2 separate regions of the Capsicum annuum genome follow, and region 2 is linked to region 1. A link is a contact called in public Hi-C data. All regions are on one chromosome and are shown on one strand. The core of a region is the stretch at or near the end of the contact, and the rest is flanking DNA. Distances in the headings are between cores, read along the strand shown.

Region 1 (4,251 bases), core at 136-2,635:
TTTTACATGACATATTTATGATCACAATATTAAAGGACATTTGGATACATTTGACACTACTTTAATTTAAGGCCATAAAATCAAAAGTTTCTTTATTTTCTTAAATTTTATGCCAAGTTAAAGTAGGTTATTCCTTTTTAAACGGAGAAAGTATTAAAATCCCCACATATATATATATAATAAAAAATCAATATTTATTGACAAATAAACAAATTAATTAAGGAAAAAAAATTAATAACTCAATTGTTTGATTATACGAACTCTCATCTAATCTGTGTGAATTTGATTCTCTTTTTATAATCATGTAAACAACACCATCAACAATCAAAGCATACATCTAGAGTGAACACTTATCCTCAAGCTGTCAATACTGCTCGGCTCAGTCCATCCAGGCTAGCTCATACGGATTTATATGTGAACTGTGGACCTCGTGGGCTAATTCATTTTTAAAAAAAATAATATTTTATAATTTAATTTTAGAATATTAATAAACATAAATATTATCAGATAATATTACATAATGTTAATACTTGTTAATCAAGTCTCCAACACCTCAAAAATTATTCCTAATAGCGAAATTAAATAACTTTTGACATGATATTCTTCAAACCAAATAAAAATACGAATAAAACAATCTAAATAGTTGCATGTATTTGATTTATGGGCTGGCCCACGGGCGAGCCCAACCCACGTTGCTCAAGCCCCATGGGCTGCGGGTTTATACGGGCCATGCTAAAAAGCCTTATTTCTAAACAGGATGCAAAAACTAAAGCTCAACTCTATCAAATTACAGATCGACCTAACAGGCCTGACCTATATTGACGACTCTACTTTTTAATTATCTTAATTAAAGAGTAAGAATAGCCTCTGATCATTATCTAATTACAATAATTTTCTTTTAAATATCCTAATTTTGAAGATTTCTTTTTTGGTAAAAAAAGACAATAGAGTATATTACTGTTGTTGGAGTATGCCCCTTTCCTGTAATTAATAAACTATTTCTTTAATTAATTAAGGAAATAACAAGTAAAGCACTATGTTCTATTCCATTCGTTCCATTTTATCCGTTCCAAATCGGAATGATACAGCTATTAAAAAAATAATAATTAGTAATATAACTTTATCATTTTATCCCTTTTAATTGTGTCTTGTTGTTAGTTCCAATATTGATGGATGAGTAATATCAAAACACCATTTATATTCTTAATGGTGTACTTTTAATAATATTCTTTTTTGTAATATTTTTTAAGAATACTAATAATAAAGAGTAATCAATTACATTAAAGATATAATAAAAAAAATTATATTATCGTAATAAATAAAAAAGAATAAGTAAAATAGGATAATAAATTAAAAAATTTAGAACGAGCGAATATTTTACTACTCTAAATAGGGAAGAGATACTTTGATAATAATGATGGAAGTATAGACTTTAATAAGGCATGAGATTTCAATAATAAAAAAATATTCCTTCATTCCTCTTTTTCACTTTTTGTCATTCACCATTTCACACTTCTATGCACTTGTGTGTCCCTGTTCCCTAGAATCTCTCACCCTGTCTCATGCACACACACACTGAGTGGGATTCCTTGCTTTTACCTTCAAATCTCTTCCAATTAATCTTTGATTTTTATTTTCTCTCCTCTTTTTCCACCATAATCCCATCTCAATTCCTTTCCAAGGCCCACAATTTCCAGTTTTTGTGTCTCAACAAACCCTAGTTCTTCTAAAATTCACAGATTTTCAAACACCCTTTTCTTGATTTGGTGCATATATGTTGATCTTGGGTCATATCATGTTGTAATTCAGCTTAAAGGGTTGATTTTCTTGGAGTTTGTTTTTTGGGATTATTTGGGAATTTTGTAAATTGCTTTAAAGATTGATCCTTTTTTGTTAAATTGAGAACCCCAACATTCCCAATTTGGGATCTTGAAGCTGAATTTTGGGTTTTGATTGGTTTTTGAAAGGGGAATTGGATAAGAAAGTTTGAAGCTCAAAGTTTGGTGGATTTTGTTATATATATATATATATATATATATATATATAGGAGTTTTTGAAGGATATAAGAAGATGGAAAGATACGAGCTTGTGAAGGATATAGGGTCTGGGAATTTTGGTGTTGCAAGGCTCATGAGGCACAAGGAGACAAAAGAGCTTGTGGCTATGAAATACATTGAGAGAGGACACAAGGTTTGCATAATTACTGTTTTTTTTTTTATCATTAATCTGACATCTTCTAGTTGTTTTAAATGTCTGATGCTCATTATTTTGTATTGTTTATTGTGTTTTTTTCCTAATTATTAGTTAAACATTCTTTAATCAGCTAGGTTCCCCAGTCTCTTTTTTATATGCAATATTATATAGATTTGAGATATGCCACTTTTGTTGTAGATTGATGAGAATGTAGCAAGGGAGATCATTAATCATAAATCACTTCGACATCCGAACATAATTCGCTTCAAGGAGGCAAGTGTGTTCATATAATTCACTATTTTGCAATGCCCTTTTGCTTTCATGTTGTTTTCTTTTGAAAATGGAAAGAATAAGTTAAGGAATAACTGGTCTAACTGTTGTTCATTTGTTTTGTGAGATGCAGGTGGTATTGACTCCAACTCATCTTGCTATTGTCATGGAATATGCAGCTGGTGGAGAACTGTTTGAGCGCATCTGCAATGCAGGAAGGTTCAGTGAAGATGAGGTATAGTTAAAATTTCTAACTGTTTCAATAATAAGTCTAGCATAAGCTTCCGGTGTGATGAACGAATTATGTAATTTTAGAAGGCCACACTTATGGGATCTTAGGGGCCTTGATTCCCTCTCTTTAATGCCTCTCTCATTTGGTTCTCGCTGCTGTTATTTCAGGCTAGATACTTTTTCCAGCAGCTTATTTCAGGAGTCCACTACTGTCACAACCTGGTGAGCAACTTACAAGAATTTACAGATAATTATTCTTTAGCTGTGAACATATAAAATGCCATCTTTTAATTTAAGGGAGTTAGTCCTCATCCCTGATCAAATTTCCATTGCCTTTGCAGCAAATATGCCATAGAGATCTGAAACTGGAGAATACCCTTCTTGATGGAAGTGCAGCTCCACGCTTGAAGATATGTGATTTTGGATACTCAAAGGTTGATGTGTTCTGCTGATTTGTAGGTATAGACTTATATTATTCCCATAGGAATTCTAAGATGCTCATAGTTTTCTCCTGCAATTGCAGTCGTCCCTGTTGCATTCCAGGCCAAAATCAACTGTTGGGACTCCAGCTTATATTGCTCCAGAGGTCCTCTCCAGAAGGGAATATGATGGCAAGGTATCAATGTGATTAATTATGTGATTTTTTACATTTGGTGGAGACTGGAGAGGCATTATGCAATTGATATTTCTCTGGCATCATCTGTGTGGAGCTGAATTTGCTACCATATGTGTCATTTATGGTAAATAATAATAATATTTCCTCCTATGGGTAGTTAGGAAACCAATATTACTGGTCGCTATATGACTTGTTAAGAAGCCACTATAACTTGTCGCTCTATACTTGTATAACTGGTCGCTCTACGACTTGTTGAATTTACAGGTGATGCTTCCATCGTTGCGGAAATTGCATCTTTTTGCTTACATCCCCATTATTTTCTAAAGGTAGATCTTTTTACTGATCTTTATTCTTAGGCCATGACTTTTGTTTGTGATTGATTCAGCTGGCTGATGTTTGGTCATGCGGGGTGACACTTTACGTGATGCTGGTTGGGGCATACCCTTTTGAAGACCAGGAGGATCCGAAGAACTTCAGGAAAACTATTCAAGTGAGTATTTTTAAGTCTTCATATATCCGACGAACTTCATGTGATGCTTACACTTTTTAATTTGGCATTGATGTTCCTCTTTCCAGCGAATAATGGCGGTACAGTACAAGATTCCCGACTATGTTCACATATCTCAAGATTGCAGGCACCTTCTCTCTCGCATATTTGTTGCCAATCCAGCAAGGGTACGCTCTCTTCTATCTCTATTGGCTGTATTATAGTGGAAGTTTTGCTTGAATTTTTAGTGGGTGAACAATTTGAATAATTGCTATTTACTGAATCTAGTGGAACTTATACACATTCAATAGATTATCCTGCAATTAAGTCATCAATGTTACAATTTATATCCTGGATTGCCTATATATTGAATAAGATTTCCTGAATCACCCTTATCTGAACCAAAACTTTGAACTTCGATATGATGGAAAATTACTTCAAGCTTTCAACACTG
Region 2 (4,366 bases), core at 45-2,544, 530 kb after region 1:
AGACAGTAAAAATCATATGTATTTATATTTTTGTAGCAACAGTTTGCAAAAATACAAAGTACAACTTGGTATACTATATAATTATGAAACTGTTGCTATGAAACTCATAATTAAGGGAATAAGTATGTTATTTCTGAATTTTTCCCTAATTTATATACACTTTTCATACAACTTACATATATAACTTACCCAACTTGTGTATTTTACAATTTGTATAGAGTTATGTTGCATGTATTTTCTATGTGAGATATACAAGTGAATATATCTGAAATACAAAATACATACTATAATTATTTATTCATGGACATCTAGAAAAAATAAACAATATTGTTCTTTTTGTTTTCAACCAAAATCAATTATATTCTTCTTCAAACTCCCTTCAACTTGATATATAAACTTAACATTTGCACTAAGAACCAATTCAGTAAGTCAACATTTTCTTAAAACTCAATTTTAATTTAAAGTTTTAAAATGAACGCTCATAAAACTTTCAAACATAATTTATTGGTTCGTAATTGCTCATGTTGTCACCTGAATATATTAAGATGATTAATCACTTAATAGATAGAGATTTTTCGAAAATTACTTTGTGAATTCAATTATATTAATCATGTCCATGTATAGTCAACTATTTTGATCTTGTTTTCAATTCGAAAGACTCAAGATCGAAAATATTTTCTTGCCAATCAATAATTTGAATATTAAAAATTATTAGTAATATATAGTTTTGTTTTTAATGTGTTTGGTGAGTAAATGAAGAATATTGAAACTTACTCGCTTATTTTGTGTGCAATTTATAAATATTTTAAGTAAATAAATATGAATTTCCTCGATACTGATAACTAAATTTATTTATTTTGTATATACAGATAAAAATCTTTATATTAAATTTGATTTACTGAGATTATGTTTTTATAATTGCAATAATCACAATTTATCATTCATTATAGTAGTATGTGGCAACCAAACAAGATTATTGATCAGTCCTTTTAATTTCATTTTTAAAATGATTAATTTTTAAAAAACTATTTTTGACCATTTTTTCAAGTCACTGGCTTACTTTAAAAAAAAAGTTGAGAAAAGGGTTCAAAAAAAAAAAAAAACCCTACTTTAAAAAATTGACCAAATTTATTCACAGTCATACTTAGAGGTTATATATGCCCCGCTGTTATTAATTTTACATATGTACCCCTCAACTAACAGAATAACCCAATTCATTTAAAATGATCCGTTTTAAAAATTTTAAAATCAAACCCAACCCGACCCATATTAAAAGACCAAACAAATACCTATAATAGGCATTTTCTCACATAACCATTCCCCTTTCCGAACAAAATTTTGTAGGATGAATTTTAACAGGAATGAGAATAGATTTTTAACAGGATAACTGGAAAGAGATGGCTCTCGTCTTTTTGGCAGAAGGAAAATGACCCCTCACCGGAAATTTTTCTGTTGGAATCTCGGAGCAACTTTCTCCTCATTTTTTCATATGGAACAAATTTACTCCCTACTATAGAACCGGGAAGTGGAATAGATTGAAGTTCATTGGATTGCCCTTAATAGATGCAGCGTCCTGTGTAATTCAGTTTGTTTTTCAGCAAGACTTTCAAGAGGGAACCACATATTTCACCTTTCTTTCAAATAATTCATTCCTAACTTTCGGGGAGCTTCAGTTTACAAGATCTGTTCAAGTTGTGCAGTGGACCGATGGAGCTCCAGCTTGGGAAGTTTATTCTAAAATGGTACATCCACCATGTGGACCTTCAACAATCTGCAGCAAGAATAAGTCCCCAATTTACAGCTGCTTAACAGGGTTTGTGCCACAGTCTAGAGACAAATGGAGCAAAGGAAACTGGACAGGTGGTTGTGTGAGGCGAACTGAATTACTGTGTCAGCAAAAGGGAAATATATCGTCTCATGGAGTTGGACTGCAGGACGGATTTTTGAAGTTTAGTGGACTAAAACTGCCTGATCTTGCTGCTATTTTTTGCCTTGACAGTGCAAGTGAATATGAAAAGATTGTGTTTAAACAATTGTTCTTGCACTGCTTATGCTTATGTGGCGGGAATTAGGTGTATGGTGTGCTCTGGTGATCTTTTAGATATGCAGGATTATTCGTATTCTGGGGAAGATCTTTTCCTTCGGCTTGCCTACTTAGAGTTGGGTAACTACTGTATTAATTTGGTTTACAATAACTTCACCATGTAATTCATACTCAAAATTCATCCTACAGAATTTTTTTGGGGAAGAGGAGCAATTTTGTTGGGAACATTCATCATACAGAAGTCAGGATGGAAGCCTTAGGTATGTGAAAAAATGCCTATTGTGGCTATTTATTTGGTCTTTTAATATGGGTCAGGTCGGGTTTGATTTTAAAATTAAAAAATGGGTCATTAAATTGTGGCTGTTAGTGCAGGGTTATATCTCAATTTTAAAAAATAGAGAGGGTATTTTTGAGTTTACCCAAAAAAGTTCAATGCAGAAATCTAAAAAAAAATAAAAAAATATTTGCCACATATCCCGTGAAGAGTCACATAGTCTCACGGATAAAAAGTGACCCGTACCCGTGGACTCCCCCCACTTTCCAAAAAGCTTCCATCTCTCACATGGCGTATTTGTGTTCTCACCTTCTATCCACTTGCTCCTTCACTCCTAAACCTCAGGTAAAAATTCTCATTCCTTCTCTTCATACTCGAACATATTTAGCGTTCGTTATGCGGGATAACTTGGAATATCCGGAATTAAATACTGCATTTGTTTGAAGGTATAAATTCATTCAACTTGAGACTATAATCCCAGCAGGTCTGCGCACCTGCTATGAAAAAGCTACATTTGATCCTTATACGGATTTCAATTATTTAGATTCCAGTTCAGCTGAGTCCCAGCGCAGCTTGTATCAGAAGTTTTCATCAATATAGGCTTTTGCATATCAAGGCGATGCAAGACGATAAAGTTTCCACGTCAACGCCGTGCGATGAGTCCAAAGTTAGAGTTCCTCACGTTCTGACGGTTGCCGGCTCCGATTCCGGCGCCGGCGCAGGTGTTCAAGCGGATATCAAGGCGTGTGCTGCTAGGGGAGTGTATTGCTCCACTGTCATCACTGCTGTTACTGCTCAAAACACCGTAGGGGTTCAGGTATTAATTAATACTCTCCGTGAGGTTACAGTCTGTTACTCTTTCCGTCCCAATTTATGCGGCACAATTGGAATTTGGAGAGTCAATCAAGTCTTTCTTTGACTGAAATTTTCTTATATGCCTTTTAAACGTTTTAAGTTGCGGCACAATTGGAATTTCGAGAGTCCATATATGCATTTTAATGCTTTTAAGTTATTAACCATTGTGATTTATTGTATCATTTTTTGTAGTTTTCACATATATAATTTCTATTTCAAAAGACTTAAAGCTTCTATGTCCAAGTTCAGGTTCAAAGTTTCAAAGACAATGTCACATAAATTGGGACAGAGGGATTACTAATATTTTGTTATTGTGTTCGCCGTTGTGAATTCTGTTGTGGTTTATTCTAGGGTGTGAATATTGTGCCAGTGGATTTTGTGGCGGAGCAGTTGAGGTCGGTCCTTTCCGATATGCCTCCCAATGTTGTAAGTATATCATGTTAATGTCATAATGTTCACATCCATTTGATAATGTTATTTTCTGTAAGGTATACATTGATTCGATCAATTGAAGAGTGTAAAAGTCCCGATCATTGATTGTATTTTCAATAGTTTTAGCCACATAAGAGTCATGTATGATGCTGCACAGACAGGAATATGAGTATATTCTTTTTTGGAGTATTCATGTATTGCTAATTTTATACTCTTAAGATTTTCCAGCACAGGTTCACTCGTGCTTAACTTTTATAATAGGATTATATTCCCTGTTTGCTTCAAACTCTTTGCTTTTATGTGTTTTTCAGTGTTCTCGTTCAACAATAACAACAACACACCCAGTGTATTCAGTTCTCATTGAAAGTTGAATTAATCACTTTCTATCTAGTTGTATAAAACTTACATTTTAAGTGATCTAGGGACACTCCAAAGACCAATGTCGCTTGCCACTAGCCCACAACATATGACATGAAATGACATATTAAGAAATTCATAGCCGCCTAGCAAGAATTTTTATGGATAATTTTAGGAAGAAAGGTTGGATGGCTGAAAGTAATTTAGATAGAACATCCCTTTAAAGGAAATCATTGGCTAATTTACTGGTTTTCTGAATTATCAGGACCATTTTCTTCAGTGATGCATATTGGTTAAATATCATGCTGTTATTCTTTTCCAATTTTCTCTTTAGAAATCCAAATGTCGCCATATATGTGAAATTAATGTAAAGAATTAATTGGCTATTTGGTTCCTGGATACTA

Evidence for each region. A called contact is a pair of places that touch in the nucleus more often than the background predicts.
Region 2: a Hi-C map of leaf shows a contact between it and region 1, with 2.7 times the contacts expected there. The contact joins the promoter of LOC107839915 here to the promoter of LOC107839914 in region 1. A contact is called at or near these places in 4 of 5 Hi-C or Micro-C datasets (bud, leaf and placenta).

The regions. Positions count from the first base shown.
Region 1 is chr8:159,842,142-159,846,392 of UCD10Xv1.1, forward strand. It overlaps LOC107839914 (serine/threonine-protein kinase SRK2B), which reads left to right and starts at 1,386. Exons shown (of 9, transcript XM_016683573.2): 1 at 1,386-2,190; 2 at 2,392-2,466; 3 at 2,597-2,698; 4 at 2,863-2,916; 5 at 3,036-3,128; 6 at 3,218-3,310; 7 at 3,696-3,800; 8 at 3,887-3,985. The coding sequence starts at 2,071.
Region 2 is chr8:160,368,107-160,372,472 of UCD10Xv1.1, forward strand. It overlaps LOC107839915 (thiamine biosynthetic bifunctional enzyme TH1, chloroplastic), which reads left to right and starts at 1,295. Exons shown (of 11, transcript XM_016683576.2): 1 at 1,295-2,159; 2 at 2,234-2,304; 3 at 2,863-3,135; 4 at 3,525-3,599. The coding sequence starts at 2,938.